Regions from separate parts of the Bos taurus genome. Here region 2 is linked to region 1. Evidence: chromatin contacts called from public Hi-C data. All regions are on one chromosome and are shown on one strand. The core of a region is the stretch at or near the end of the contact, and the rest is flanking DNA. Distances in the headings are between cores, read along the strand shown. Region 1 overlaps LOC112449352 (a long non-coding RNA gene). Region 2 overlaps ATP9A (ATPase phospholipid transporting 9A (putative)).

Region 1 (7,888 bases), core at 1,512-4,011:
CGCCGTTCTCCTCCTGTGAACCCCTCTCTGAAGACGACATCAGCATCAGCTCCACTGTCAGACCCGGAACCCCAGCCTTCAGCCTGCCTCCCCCTCCCCAGTCCCATACGGTGGACGGAGTGCCCCCCGGCACCCCCATCTCCATACCCCACTGCCTTGGTTTTGGTCTAGTGCCTATTAAATGACCCCTCCCCGACTGTCCTTTCTCCCCCATGAGAAGGTCAGCTTCCTGAGGGCAGGGCCCCATCCGTCCAGCCTGCAGCTGTGCCTGCAGCTCTGAGAAGGGCCAGGCGCGTGGCAGGCACTCCAGTGTATGAGGGATGGACAGAGAGCGCACAGTCAGTTTTCTCTGGGATCCGTGGCTGCAGCCCGCCTCCTGAGATGCTCTTCCACTGCAACCAGCATGGCCTGAGAGGGCTGGGGGTGTTCGGAGGGACACAGACTTCCTCCTGCACTTGACTCAACCAGAACCCCAGGTCAGAACCAAATCACTCCTCTGGTGTCCAGCCTGTAGCAAAGGAGAGAGGGAACCCATGGTGGCAGGAGGCGTGCAGGGCCAGGAAATCAGGCATCTGGAGTGAGGTCAGCTGAACAGTGGTCCCCAGAGAGGTCCACATCCTGATTCCTGGGACCTGGGACTATGTCACCTTATAAGGCAAAGGGGACTTTGTGACTGTGATGATGTTAAGAATCTGGGGGTTGGGAGATTATCCTGGATGATCTAGGTGGACCCACTGCCATCACAGAGTCCTTTATAGGAGGGAGGCAGGAAGGTCAGAGAAGGAGCTGTGGTGGCAGAAGCAGAAGTCAGAGTGATGTGAGCCAAGGAACATAGGAAGCTTCTAGAAACTGGAAAAGGCAAACAGATTTTGCCAGATTCTGCTCTGGAGCCTCCAAAAGGAGCAGCCCGGCTGACATCTTGCCTTTAGGACTCCTGACCTCCAGAAATGTAAGATAATTAATTTGTGATGTAAGCCATTAAGTTTGTGGTGACTTGTTGTGGCAACAGGAAACTTGTAAGAAATAGTAGTAGCTAATCTTCCCTAACAACCTGCCAGGTGGACGCCAGCCACTTCAGTGGGCCATGAACATGGACCAAAAACTCAGGCTAAAATCCTGGCCCTCAATGTGATGGTGTTAGGAGGTGCCTTTGGGAGTAATTAGGTCTTGAGGGTGGAGCCCTCGTGAAGGGGATTATTGCCCTTACAAAAGAGGCTCCAGAGAGCTCTCCTTCCACCCCATGAGGACACAGGGAGACGTGGGCAGTCTGCAGGCCACAAGAGGGTCCTCACCAGGACCTGCCCATGTTGGCATCCTGCTCTCAGACTCCCAGCCTCTGGAACTGTGAGAAATCAATTCCTATTGTTCACAAGCATCTTCCCCCCTCCCCCCTCCAACTCCGCCCCGCCATCATGGTACTTGGTTATAACAGCCCAAACGGATGGAGACAGTCATTCCCAGAATTCTGCGAAGAAGGCTCTCTTACCTACGTTTTACTCATCAGGAATCAGAGGCCCCGAGAGGTGGCATGACTTCCCCAGGGCCACAGGACTGGCTGCAGCAGAGCCCAGCTGCACAGCCCCGGCTCTTTGACTCCGAAGCCCGTGTTCTCCCATCTGAGCTGCACTGCTTCTCCAGTGCCCCTCCACCTCTTTGGGCTTCAATTTCCCCATTTGTCTCATGAATCGATTTAATTAGATCAGCCCATCCAACCAAACACAAACTTCGTGAGCTGTTAGCAGGTGTTCCATGGGGAAGAGACTGGGGGAAGCAGGTTTACGGTATGATATCTTTGGAAGCACTGAGTTGGAGTTTGAAAGCTTTTCTTGCTTTTTTTGCTGCAGGCCTTCTCAGAACCTCTCAGAGACGAAGAGTACCGCGGCTGTTTAAAAGGTGGGCAGTGCCCACAGCATTTCCTGCCTGGCTGACCCATGGGGCCATGTGGAGCAGAACATTGCTCAGGACTAAGTCTGGGGACACCTCACTCTGAAATGCTGATGATCTGGACAGTCTTTTCATTTACAAAGGGCCTGGGTTCTATGAGCTTTCAACCTCCCCCCACCCCCCCACCCCCATCAGCGGTCTTCAACTGATGCTAATACTGCTAAGTTCTACTCCGAGGAGGGAGACCCAGGTCGAGTCTGCCACTGAGCCCCCAGGGAAGCCTGGCTGTAGCCTGCCTCCTGGGATGGCTCCTTCCCCTTCTCTGAGATTCCTGTCGTTGCACTGACAAATTGCCACAAACATGTGCCTTAAAACAGCGGAGCGTTATTGCCTTTCAGTTTGGGAGGTCAGAAGCCTCTGGGCTACAGTCAAGGTGCTGGCAGGGCTGTATTCCTTCTGGAAGCTCAAGGATTTTTCCTGCGTTTTCCAGCTTCTGGGGGCCACCCCCACTCCTTGGCTCATGCCCCTTCCTCCAGCTTCAGCACCAGCAGTGGCAGGCCCAGCCTTCCTCGCAGCCTCGGTCATCCACGTTTAGGGCTCTTGTGGTCCCACTGGACCCACCCGGGTCCCCCAGGCCAGTCTCCTGGTCATGAGGTCAGCTGACTAGCAAGCTTAATTCCAGCTGCACCCTTAATGCCCCCTCTTGAGGTGGCATCCATTCACGGGTTCCAGGTTCTAGGTGGATGTCTTCAGGGGCTGTTACTGTGCTTCCCTCGCCTCCTCTGCTCAGCTCTGAACTCAGCACAGTAACAGTGCTCAGAGCTGTGCCTGTGATGCTCTCACCACGGCCCCCGGGGCGGCTGGCGCCCGTCACCCCTCCTGACAGGAAACCGAGGCTCAGAGGTGTGAAGTTGCCTGCTGAGGCCGCCCAGCAGGAAAACAGCCCAGCTGGGGCTCATGGCCACGTCCACGCATGCGCCTCAGGAGCCCAGGCTCTTGGCCACCATGGGGGGCACCTGTTACCCGCCACGGGCCAGCTCCTCCCGCAGTGAGCGCCCCCACCGGCTTTGCTCAGGAGAGTGGACACAGTCCTAAGCTCCATGCGTCAGTTCCACAGGCCTGTGAGCACACTTCCCTGGCCCTCAGGGTTCTCCTCCCTGGGCCTCCGCCAGCTAGTGTGCAGAAACACTCGACGTGCAAAGACCCCACGCGGGCCTCACTGGGTGAGTCTGTATAAATGGTGGCCGCCCTTTGGGGGGCGGGGAGTGGTGATTCTCCTGACTGTATCATAAAGCCACAGACAGGGCTTCTTCCCTGGCGGCTCAGCGGCAAAGAATCCGCCTGCCAATGCAGGAGATAGGGGTTCAATCCCTGATCAGTGAAGATCCCACATGCAGTGGAGCAAACAAGCTGTGTGCCACAACTACCGAGCCTGTGCTCTAGTCTGGCAGCCACAACTACCGAGCCCACCTTAATGCGAAGCGTGCTCTGCGAACAAGAGCAGCCAGCGCCATGAGAAGCCCGAGCGCTGCAACTCAAGTAACCCCGCCCGCCACAGCGAGGGGAAAGCCCACGGGCAGCGATGAAGACCCAACACAGCCGAAAACAAATGCATGAATAAAATATAAAATGCCTGACTTGGAAAAAATGAACCATCAGTAAGTATTTTTCTCAAAAGCTGCGCACAACATTGGAAATCCGACAACCAGGGATGTGAACATGCCTGGTTCTGTTGAACCAGAATCTGGTGAGTGCCTGGGCCAGGTGCTTCTACTCGGGTCTGCTCACAGGGTCCATCCAGAGCACCTGGAGACTTTGCTCAGTAGCTCCGTCCTCACTGCACATCCCGGGAGGCTGGGTAGCTGGGTGAGAGCTCCTACTCATTCACACGTGTACTCAACAGTATTTACTGATGCTGAGGATGTGTTCTGGACACAGCAGGGGAGAGCTCACATTCTGGCAGGAGACAGACTGTGAACCGTAGACACAGAAGGGATGGAGATGAGTGACGAGAGCCACGGAAGAGGGAAGCGGCTGGTCAGGCCAGGGGGCTGGATGGGCAGGTGGGTGGGCGCTGGTAGGGTGGCTGGCTGAGTGACTGTGAGTGTTAGGGTGTGCCTGGAACCAAACGAAGCCCGGATCACAGTTACACCGTGGGCCAGGGCTCTCCTTGTTTTTCAGGCCAGATGTGAGGCTCCAGGTGGGCCCCCTCTGATGACCACACGGCGTGAAGTGGCAGAGTTAGGACCTGAACCAGGTCTGTGTGCCCCACACAGGTACCTGTAACCCCTGCCCCCAGATGGGACCACGAGGCCACAGCATGAGGGGGTGCTGCCCATGAGCCTCAGATCAACACTGTCACAGGGTTACATCAAAACACAGCCGGGGGCTGTCCTGGTTCCCCCAGCAAGAGAGGAAGAGGACGAGGTGCCCCTAAGGTGGGTGGGGAAGACCCGCTCAAGGAGGTTTGTTTGGAGGGTCTAAAAACCCAAACCTGGCCACGAACGCTAGTGCGGAAACGCACGTCTTCTCCCCGTGAATATTACAAGTCTTAGAAATCCAGCTTCCTTCCCAGGCCAGGCTGGAGGGGGGTGAACTCCTGCCAGCTGGAACCCCAACGTGCTCCCTAAGTGGGTACAGCTGTTGGCTTCTGTGTTTCGGAACCGTTCACGTGTTACTGTGACATTAAATACTTTTCTTCCTAATGAGCACTTCCCCCTCAAACGTCCGAAGGTGAAAAGAGACATCCTCTGGGCCCAGCCAAGGCCAAGTCTGTGAAGAAATTTCCCTGATGCGGACACTGGGGCACGTTCTGTTAATAACACGAGGAGTGCTTCCCGAGGCAGAGACGCTCGGTGGAGCCCTGCTGCCCCCTAGAGGGACAGGTCCCCGAGGCCCAGGCGGGAGGCGATGCTGGTCCTGGGGCCCGGGGCTCCCCCTGGGCCTCCTGTAAGGCCCCCCTCTCCCCCGCCTCTCTGCCCCTCCTCTGCATCTCACTCCAGGACCACCTTTCGCCTGACCTCCGTCCATCTGCCACGTCAACACGTTGTAGGAGGAGCCCCCAGCTCCACTAGCCAGTCCCAAGCTCCCAAGGACTCAGCTCGCTCTGCCCAAAACACTGGCCCCCAGGACACTGGCCAGGCCTCTCTGAAGACTTTAAAGCCCCCAACCCTAAAGAAAATAGGGTTTTTATCCCAGCCTCCAGCCTGATTCAAACAAGCCCATTCTTAAGAGGTAAGATAAGGAAAGAGTAGGGAGCTCTAAGGGGCTTCCTAGGTGGCTCTAGTGGTAAAGAACCTGCTGCCAGCACAGGAGACATAACAGACTCGAGTTCGATCCCTGGGCTGGGAAGATCCCCTGGAGAAGGAAACGGCAACCCACTCCAGTATCCTTGCCTGGAGAATCCCACAGACAGAGGAGCCTGACGGGCTACAGTCCACGGGGTAGCAGAGTCGGACAGGACTGAAGCCACTGAGCATGCACGCAAGGAGCTCTAAGATGTTTCAGGATGTTGCATGATGACTACTTTTAGGGTCTTTTTTTTTAAATAAATATTCCTCAAATTATTAACAAAAATTTGTGGTGCCTGGCTCTGATTGTGAGTAAGAACGTTAACATTTAATTATTCCTCAGGATTAGCTGTGGCTTTTGAAGCAAGTTCTAGGAACCCTGTGGTTGTGAAGGAACCTCACGGGTTCACTCCCTGAACCCTCGGGGTGGTTCCAGGAGACTGTGTCATTGCTGCCAGCACTTTACCTATGAGGAAACTGAGGCACAGAGGGGTGCAGCAACTGGCCAAGATCACACTCGGCCAGGAAGTGAGGGCATGCTTCCAACCTGGTCCGGCTCAGCACCTGGGGTCCAGCCCAAGTGTGACATCTTCCGTGAAGCCTTCCCTGACCTCCCTGGTTGAAGCTGGTCCACCCATCCCGCCCTAGCCAGCCCCCAACCCTGCTAGTCTTGCCCCTCCCTGCTTTCCTCTGCAGCTCTACCTGCAACCCGTGGGAATGTTTGTTTCTGCTGGGTCTGCCTCCCGCGCTGCAAAGTTGGCCCTGTGAAAGCAGCTAATGGATATGTTTGCGTTGCTTCAGTCTCCCCGGGACCCAGCACTGTGCCTGGACCGTGGCAGGTGGGCCCTTGATATTTCTGGAAGGGAGGGAGGGAGGGAGAAAGGAAGGGAGGCGGTTTCCGTTCTCAGGAAGCTCCCACTTAATGGGGGGAAATAGGTCTTACTGACCGTTGCAGGTTAAATGGGGCCTCCCGGTGGTGCTAGAGGTAAAGAACCCGCCTGCCGATGCAGGAGATGTAAGAGACTCAGGTTCGACCCCTGGGTCGGGAAGGTCTCCTGGAGGAGGAGATGGCAACGCACTCCAGTGTTCTTGCCTCGAGAATCCCACGGAGAGAGGAGCCTAGCGGGCTACAGTCCATGGGGCCACAAAGAGTCAGACACGACTGCAGTGACTTTAACATGCATGCACGCCTCAGACCCCACGAGTGTCCACCAGGAACCTGTGAAGGTTACCTTGTTTGGAAAAAGCGTCCTTGGCATTATCAGTGACCTCAAGGTCATCCTGGATTATCTGGGGGTGGGGGTGGGGCCTAAACCCAGTGCCGAGTGTCTTGCTAAGAGGAGGAAAAGGCAGAGTGACCCAGAGACGGCCTCGTGAAGACGGGGGCAGAGACCAGGGCTGGGCTGCCACGAGCCAAGGAGCCCCTGGAGCTGCCAGAGGGACCGTGGCCTGGCGGACACTTTGATTTTGGACTTCCAGCCTCCAGGTCTGAAAGAAAACAGATTTTGGTTGTTTTAGGCTAGTGAGTTTGTGGCAATTTTTTATAGCAGCCCCGGGAAAGAAACACACAGGCCACCCACAAGAAACACGGTTGCTGTTTAGTTGCTAAGTCGGGCCCGAAGCTTCGCCCACAGACTGAAGCCCGCCAGGCTCCACCATCCATGGGACTGTCCAGGCAGGAAGACTGGGGTGCGTTGCCATCTCCTCCAGGAGATCTTCCCCATCCAGGGATCGAACCCGCGTCTCTCGTGTCTCCTGCATTGGCAGGTGGATTCTTGATCACTAGCCGCCAGTTCACTGACGCTCAAGCACCTCACAGGAAGGCCTCTCAGGACACAGACACTAGGGGTCTCATCCGAGGAGCTGCTCCCACAGGTGGGCGGTCAGCTCAGCGCTCCAGGCCTGGGGCACTTGCCTCTCCCTGGGCAGGGGTGCCGGACGCCAGGCCTCTCCGGCTGTGCCAGTCACCACTGCTGCCATGAGCAGACCTTCACAGTATTTTCTATCCCGCCTTTTGGAGCCCCTGGAATCCCCCCTTTCCCTCAGCCCACACCCCTGCCAAATGCAGCCACCGTCTTCCCCCCAGGTGTGTCTCTCAGCTAAACACACAGGCGCTTGCCCCCATCCTGTGCAGGCCCCCACCCCCACCCTGCCCAAGGCCATGGCGGCCCCTCACCGGGAGCTTCCCAGAGCCCCCTGGTTGGAGGTGACCGCTCCCAGTCTGGTCCCTTCCAACAGCCTGCAGGCCCTGGGGGATGGAGGTCTCATGCCCACCTGTCTGCACAGACCACGTGGCACAGAGTAGACAGCAGATAATCAGAACCAAGACTGTGTTCAGGGGTTCAGGGGTAAAGAATCTGCCTCCCAATGCAGGAGACACAGGTTTGATCCCTGGGTCAGGAAGATCCCCTGGAGAAGGAAATGGCAACCCACTCCAGTATTTTTACCATGGAAAAATCCCACAGACACAGGAGCCTGGCGGGCTACATACAGTCCATGAAGTCTCAAAGAGTCAGACATGACTGAGCATGCGAGCACGCAACTGACCTTGGTCAGCCTCAGCTTTCTGCTGCTCCCCAGCCCGTGTAGCCAACCTCCTCCCCTCTCCTATCACCGCTGACCTGGAACCCCACTCACGCCCTGCTCACCACCTCTGACCACCCCTTTGCCACCTCACCGGCTCAGAGCTTCTCCCACGGGGCTGAGCAGGCTTT
Region 2 (7,888 bases), core at 1,866-4,365, 210 kb before region 1:
CCGGCTTAGCCTCTCTGTGGGCAGAAGACAAGGACAGAAGCAAAACCCCCCATTTTACAGGAAGCTCCTGAGTCATAAACCTGAAGCATAAGAATTCTGTTCACCACCTGGGAAGGAATTTAGGAAGCGCCGTTGACAGCTTGGAGAGGTCCCTTCACCTTGGAACTCAGTGGCCCCAAGTCTCCCACAGCCAGTTTGATTGGAAGCCAGAGGACGCCCCCCCCACCCCCTCCCCGGCACACAGGCACAGTGCTGTTTAAAGACTTTCCTTCAAAGTTTAACAAAAAAAAATGACACCTCCTCCTGCCCTGCAACAATACTAGATATTTCTTTTGTTATTGATGATGATTTTTCTTGTCTTTTTTGGCGATGGTGGTCTGCGTAGGCAGGTGAGCACTCCGTTTGGTGTGTCTTTTCCCTCCTCCGTTCCCTCCTCTCTTTCTCCAGGGGAATGACCCTACGAGCTTCTCTGGCTTGAGTGACTTCCTGTCTCAGCCTGCCTTGATGCCCGTTTTGAGAGCCTGTATGCCCCCGTGTGCGTTCCCAGTGGTGCTTGGTGAGGCTGGCCACACTGACTCGGGCTGCTTGGGGCAAAGGACGTTTCCCCGAAGCGAAGAAGGGCAAGCCAGGCAGCACCTACACTTTGGAGCAGGACCATCTGTTTACAGCCACCCGGAGCTGGGAGGCCGAGAGCTGAGATTGCTCCTGCTTCATTGTATCCAGATCCCAGACTGACTTTCCTAGCGAAACCCTTTTCTGTAGCAGTGATGTTAAATGCCAGCGTCTGCTTACCCTTTTCCCCGTATGGTTTCTGCTGAAAATTTAGACTATGCTGACAGTACTTTTGAATGTATTTTGAGCTTTTGTGCTCACTGGGAACTGACACGATCATGCCTATTTTTCCTTCCCCAGACTTTTGCTTTCATACTTTTGTTTTGTTTTTCCAAGGGTGGGGATGGAACGCCCTTGAGCACTTATGGGGCAGCATTTTAAACCTCCGCCGAAATTGCAAATGGGACCTATATGTTCTTCTGCCCCATCCTTTTTAAGGCCAACGCCCATCAGCCACTTTTATCTTTGGCCTTTTTTGCGTGTTTGGAATGTGTGTGTGTGTGAGCGCATGACGTCACCTCAAGTGTTTGAAAGACGTTCGTGGTTTTCACCGTGTTAGAATCCTGTCAGTCATGGTTTTCTTTTTCATTAAGAAATATGCAAGGAGCTTTGCAAAGGCAACAGACTTTATTTCTCTCACCTTCTTTTAACGTAAAGCACTTTTTTTGGTCGTTTATATATACTTCTTAGGAAATAGTCCCATGAATTATGTCCACTCTCTCTTAGGAAAACGTGTGTATGTTACGCTTTTGTGTGCAACCCAGTAGCACGGGGGCGGTGTGGCGGCGCTCGGGGATTTGCAGGATCTTCTCCAGCCAGCACCTTGCGCCCGGAGTCTGGTCTTCTCCATCACAGTGTGGCTGGAGGCACTGTCTGTCGGTGTTGCTGGGCAATGTCTGTGAATATTGTATTTGTTGGGGGGCAGCTGGGGAGGGGGCATGGTATTTGCAAAAAAAAAAAAAAAATTGTGGCTCATTTATTGCTCTGTTGTCATGGGTCTGACTGAATTCCTCTAGGGCTCCTTGACTTCCTCATTAGTAGATTATCTGTAACCCTCACGGCAGATATTCACCAGGACAGCGTTTTTTGATTAGAGAGGAGCTCTGGTACAGAACTTGAATTTAGCAGAAACTCCCAGATGATTTACATTCTTGATCCCGTGATGACACACATGTGATCCTGCGTGATTCTGAACGGTTCTGTTTTCATTGTGTGCCAGCGTGGCCCGTTACTGTTGCCCAATAAAGCTTGTGTACTTTATGCCTTCGGGGATCATTTTAATTTGTGCGGAAACATGAAATTCTGGTGTCAGAATGAGAGCTTTTTATGAGAATGCTATTTTGTGTGTGTCTTGTGGTACATAGAAAGTAAAGAGCTTTTTCTCTGGGTAAAGAACTATCTCAATTTCAGCAAAAAAAAAACCCCACAAATCCATGCATTATTTATTATTCTGTACTGTTGCCTATTCCAGACATGTTAGAACTTTAAAAAATGATCTCTGTTAAAAAAGGCAAACATTCATGATTCATATTTTATTTATACCCACAGTCTTTGATTGCTTTGAGTATGTTTTATTGGGGGCTTCCCTGGTGGCTCAGTGGTAAAGAATCCGCCTGCTGATGCAGAATACATGGGTTCAATCCCTGAGTCAGGAAGATCCCCCGGAGGAGAAAATGGCAACTCATTCCAGTATTCTTGCCCGGAAAATCCCATAGACAGAGGAGCCTGGCGGGCTACATACAGTCTATGGAGTCACAAAGAACCAGACACAGCTGAGCAACCAACCAACCACCTTTTGTTAAGTGACAGAAGATTCAGGATCACAGTCACTTAAGTTTTAGGGAAAAGAGGTTTTGAAGCTATTGTGTAGAATGCAGAGGACATTGTGTTTCATTCAACATGTTTGTCAACCAGGGGCGATTTTGTCCTGCAGGGGACATGGGCAATGTCTGAAGTCATTTTTGGTTGTCACAGCTTGGGGGGTGTGCTCCGCTGGGATCCGGCGAGGACCCTGCAGGGACGCTGCAGGTCACCCTCCATGTCACCGGGCAAGCCCACCCACCACAGAGGATCACCCAACCCAGCGTCCGAAGTGTTGAGGCTGAGAAACCCATGCGCATCCTGCACACGTCAGTTCTGCCCTCTGTAGGAGCCTTCATTTCCAGAGGAGCCCAGCAGTATAAACTCCTTGTCTCAAGAAGCCGGTTAGCATCCAACGGGCCAAATGTTTTAATTAGCAGCTCTTAGCAGTGCAGGCTGCTGGTGTCCTCTCGCTGGCTGTCAGCTGAAAGGGCCGTTCTCAGCTTACGGATTAGAGAGGGGATTGTACATTAGCTGTGCCCCCGTCAGCGGCGGCTCCCTGGGCCCATGGGGGACGCATGCGCTCCAGGGCAGAGGGACGGTACTTTTCCTAACCGCGTGCGGTCGATGTAAAGGCTTCAGACCACACTTGCCTGCTGTGAAATTCCATGACCGTGCAGGCACTGCTCCCGCCGCGCCGCTAGAGGGCACCTGAGGATCAAAAGACCTTTCTATTTCCTGTTTTCACCAGCCCGCCGGGCCCTCCATACCCGACTGTTGTTTCAAGATGCTGCTTTCATAGCTTCAGAATTTTATTTCATGGCCAACGGCTCCCTTAAAAACAGACATTTCTTTTTATGTTGTTGACCGGACTGTTTTGCTGGACTTAGCTTGAAAAAAAAAAAAAAAACAACCCAGCAAGATGGGAGCAGGGTGAGATGAATATTTATTTGATCTCGTATATTTGCATTTTTGAATAATTGGCAACTGGGAAGCCTTGCCCTCCTCGCTGCTCTTCGGGCTAATAAGGTTTAGAGACGAAATGTTCCATCACCCCAAGTACTTTAGCTGTTTTTGTTATGAAACTTTTCAGGGTGACATGAAACCCTGCGGTATTTGTGAGCTGATCTGTAAATGATGGATTTGCTCACCTCAAAATAGAACTGTAGTCGCTCCAGACTTTCCACAAGTCGGAGCACAGTAACAGAATTCATTCAGGACTTGCTAATTTCCTACTTTAAATGGGTTACATAACAGAGCGTCCCGCCTTCTCGCCTCTCAAAACTGCCCATGAAGTGATGGTGAGATGTATCGTTAAAAGCTAGAAATAGCTTTGCTAAACTCTGGGAAAAAGATGAGTTTGTTGTTTTTTTTTTTTCCTTCTAATATTCCCCCCTTCCCTTTTCTCATCCAAACATTGCATAATGTTAAAAAAAAAAAAAAAGTCAAATCTTTCCGTGGGATTTAATTTCGTTCTCCATGTGGCTGTGGTCGGAGGGGTAACTTAAGTACTTTGGGGGCTGGCAGATTTTTGGAGGGTCACGCACTCCCGGATCGGTTTTCATCTGAAGCTTTAGCAGAGAAAGACACCCGATCCTGGGGTTTTTCCCCTTCCCTTCCCCCCGCCTTTTGTGGATGAGTTATCTACAACGTAGCATCTTTTCAGAAAGCCTGCCTTCTCATAGGCATGCCAGAGTAAAGCCACACTCCACTTTCCATATTGAGGTTTTGATTTTGAAATGGATTTGCCTTAAAATTTGGGGTAATTGGATCATATGTAAAGTCCCCAGCCCCACAACGTACGTTCAGTGACCAGCCAGGTCTCATATCTTGGAACTCAACCTGCAGGTTCTTTTGCTTACGTCGGGAGTTTGGTGTTTCCAAGAGATTTAAGAACTTTTTTTTTTTTCCCCCTTTTATTGGGTCTAGATAAACCCAGGAATATATATTATTTTACTTCCTTCCAGAAAGATTGCCGAATCCAAAAATGAGGGATCAGAGTTGTGTGGAATATACTGATATTTTAATTCATTCTTTTGCTAAATATTTACTGAGCACCTACTATGTGCTGGGTACTGTTCTTTGGGCTGGAGGCACAGGGGAGAACAAGATGGATAATCCCTGCCCTCGTAATGATTATCGTCTTCTGTGTGGGAGACATGGGACATGCAGATACAGACTCCAGTGTCCTCTAAAGAAAGCAGGGCGAAGGGGAGACAGAGGGATGATCTGGTATAAGTAAGGAGAGAGGAAGTGATGGGTCAGAGAAGAGCCCTTCGGGGTGGACTGCTGGCACAGAAGCCTGAAGGATGGGAGGAAAGGAACTGGGGGAAGTGGTGTTCAAGTAGCAGGGTGTGCAAAGGCCCTGGGGTTGAAAAGGCTGAGTGTGTTGGAGGAGCAGAAAAGAGGGCGCATGGCCAGGGTGCTGAGATGAGGGCGGGGAGGCAGATGTGCCCCCCACCCCCGTCCATGGCATCCAGACTGAGTGCTATGAGAACCAAGCAAGCGTGTTAAAGTTGGCTCGTGAGTGTGTCAGAAGCTGAACTGTGTCCGAGGGGCCCACTGACCCATCCCTGCCTGTCTCTGTCTCCACCTCTGTGTTCCAAGGGGGTTCCGGTGAGACCATTCCCACTGGAGTCAGCCCTCGCCCATGCCGACTTTCTGCATGACTTCACTGGCATGAGCAACACTAACTCTTACATAAGGGGGAGAAGAAGCTGGTCCTTGGCTGAAGTTTCCTCTTGCTTTTCCAGCAAATACTACAAAGGGTCTCTGTTCAGCCCCGCCTGGGGTGCTGTGAGCAGAGCTGATTGTTGTCAGGCAAGCCCTGGAAAGCCGGCCACCCCTGATGGAGAAGGTGAGGCTGAAGGAAGAACCAGTAGAAGGGACTTAACTGGGTCACGTTCTCTGAAGCTGCCGCATTTCTTGAGTGTGCCCATTTGGGCTGGATTTCGAAGAGGAAGCCCTTTGCAGTCATGAACTGCGTGCGGGAACCCAGGCTGTGTTCAAATTCCTCCTGAAGAAAGAAATAATAACGAGAAACAGGCTGTGGAAAAGAATGTAGTTAGTGTCTTAAAGATGGGCAAATATTCATTCTCATTTGTCCCTTTATGTGAAACAGATTTTTTAAAAGGCAATTGGAGTAGCTAACAACATCCAGAGCCCTGCTGATTCGAGTGGGGCTGAGGGTGGGGGCTCCCCTCGGCCCACACGACTAATCAGACCCAAGAAAAGAGGTGAGCTGATTAGCCTGGAAGTTGCACAGGAATTCTTCAAAGATGCGGCCAGTAATTAGAGTGTAAGATGCTGCTCGCTATGCACATAACTTAGCATAATTTTATTAGGCAGCTCATCACCACCAGAATTAAAGAAAATCAAGCCAGAAAAAAAAAAAAAAACCCGCTCGCCAGGCAGCCTGATGCAGACGTGGAGACTCCCGCTCCAAAACAGCTTCATGCTTGAGAGACACCAGGGGAAACACCACCTTTCTTCTGGGCCTGATGGTGGGCGGGAGGAGAATGAATGCAACGGCCTTTCAGGGGATGGGCTGGAATTCGGTGGGGGGGCGGGCAGCAAAGGGCACCATGCCCTGGACACAGCTGGGATGAGACAGACCCGAATACCCATCCCCACACCTACTGAGTGAACCGAGGCTGATGCCTTAAGTTCTCTGAGCTTCAGTTCCTTGCCTGCTATTAGGAATGGGAGCCCCACCTGTGAGGCCAGCCTCGAGGCTCAGGACACAGCTGTGGTCTTCATTCCAAGCGGAGGGCGGGCTACAGATAGAGGATTGGGTGTCTCTTCCAAGCTCCAAGTCCTTCACAGAAATGGGCTACTGTGCATGTTTTCTTCCCAACCTTGAGGTCACCTGTGTGGATAGAGGTTTTGAAAGATTTCAGACTCTGGGCACAGAGGTCATATCCCGCCTTGACTCTCGCCACGCCTTCCTTGACTTCACAGGTGCTTTCCCTTCAGAAGGCCCTGCTCTGAGCGGCCCCTCTTCCCCGACCCACTCCTTCCAAGACGCAGTACTCGGCATAGGACGCCCACCTGCCCGCCTTGCGCGGGGCTGACCTGGACATCCCTGCCCGGGGCTCACACCCCTGCAGGACTGGGGGTAGATGGAGCCAAAGAGGATGTCCCCCAGGCTCTACAGACTCAGCAACTTGGGGTGGAGAATGAGAGTGGATCAGTCATTGGATTGGCAAGTCATTTAACACATTTTTTTTTAACATGAAAACAGATTAATAGAGCAGAGGGCAAAATCTGCTTGAGTTTGAAAAAATAAACCAGGAGACTTGAGAGAAGTGAAGGGGAGTGGGTGACGGGAGCCCATGCTGGGGTGCTTCCTCCTGGGCTGGGCTCTTGAGGGTCGTGGAGGGGCGGCTCGGGAGGGACTGACTTCCGGTTTCGTCCTCAGCCAGCCCAGGACCTGGCCCGTGGCGAGGGTTCCATAAACCTTTGTGACTTTGAGTTTGCTTTTTTGTGGTGGTAAAACTTACCCAAAGTGTACCATTTTAAACCTTTTAAAGTGTACGGTTCGGTGGCGTTAAGTCATCGAGCTGTTGTTTTTTGTTTTTATTGGGATGTAGCTGATTTACAGCGTGGTGGTCCCCGAGTTTTAAGAGTGAGCTCTGGAAGATTCAGGAACCGGACGCGAAAAAAGTGGGCCTTGCTGTGTTGTGGCGTTTTACGGTTGAAAGTGCTTTCCCACCTGTTCCTGCTTCTGTGATCGGGAGGTGGTGGTACCCTCATTTTGCAGATGAGAAAAGTGTCGTTGAAAGAGACTACGGTTGAAGCCGGGCCACCGAACAACACAAGTATTCACAGCACTGTTCACAGGCGCCATAAAGGGGAAGCACTCCAGCCGTCCATCGGCTGATGAACGGGTGAACGAGACGTAGTGTGTCCATCGCTAGGGAATGCTATCCAGCCTTAAAAAGGAGCGAGGCTCTGACACGGCACGACCTGGTGGACCTCGAGAACACTGCCGACTGAAATACACCAGTCACTACAGGCCACACAGGGCTTCCCCGGCGGCTCAGCTGGTAAAGAGTCCGCCTGCAACGCGGGAGACCCTGGTTCAATTCCTGGGACGGGAAGATCCGCTGGAGAAAGGATAGGCTACCCACTCTAGTATTCTTGGGCTTCCCTGGTGACTCAGCTGGTAAAGAGTCCGCCTGCAACGCGGGAGACCGTGGTTCAATTCCTGGGTCGGGAAGATCCGCTGGAGAAAGGATAGGCTACCCACTCCAGTATTCTTGGGCTTCCCTGGTGGCTCAACGGGTAAAGAATCCACCCGCAATGCGGGAGGCCTGGGTTCGATCCCTGGGTCGGGAAGATCCGCTGGAGAAAGGATAGGCTACCCGCTCCAGTATTCTTGGGCTTCCCTGGCGACTCAGCTGGTAAAGAATCCACCTGCAATGCGGGAGGCCTGGGTTCTATCCCTGGGTCGGGAAGATCCGCTGGAGAAGGG

The links. A called contact is a pair of places that touch in the nucleus more often than the background predicts.
Region 2: a Hi-C map of liver shows a contact between it and region 1, with 3 times the contacts expected there. The contact joins two enhancer-like sites. A contact is called at or near these places in 5 of 11 Hi-C or Micro-C datasets (blood, liver, skeletal muscle and 2 more).

Annotation. Positions count from the first base shown.
Region 1 is chr13:79,216,919-79,224,806 of ARS-UCD2.0, reverse strand. LOC112449352 (a long non-coding RNA gene) reads right to left here. Exons shown (of 3, transcript XR_009497052.1): 2 at 1-7,888. Among named protein-coding and RNA genes, the nearest start is that of NFATC2, 180 kb to the left of the region's middle. Within about 2 kb of position 2,761, at least 11 of the 102 cell types and tissues checked have an H3K27ac peak or open chromatin away from gene starts, as enhancers often do. A contact at or near this core is called in liver, where this site is marked.
Region 2 is chr13:79,427,673-79,435,560 of ARS-UCD2.0, reverse strand. ATP9A (ATPase phospholipid transporting 9A (putative)) reads left to right here. Exons shown (of 28, transcript XM_025001333.2): 28 at 1-1,872. Among named protein-coding and RNA genes, the nearest start is that of NFATC2, 30 kb to the right of the region's middle. Within about 2 kb of position 3,115, at least 18 of the 102 cell types and tissues checked have an H3K27ac peak or open chromatin away from gene starts, as enhancers often do. A contact at or near this core is called in liver, where this site is marked.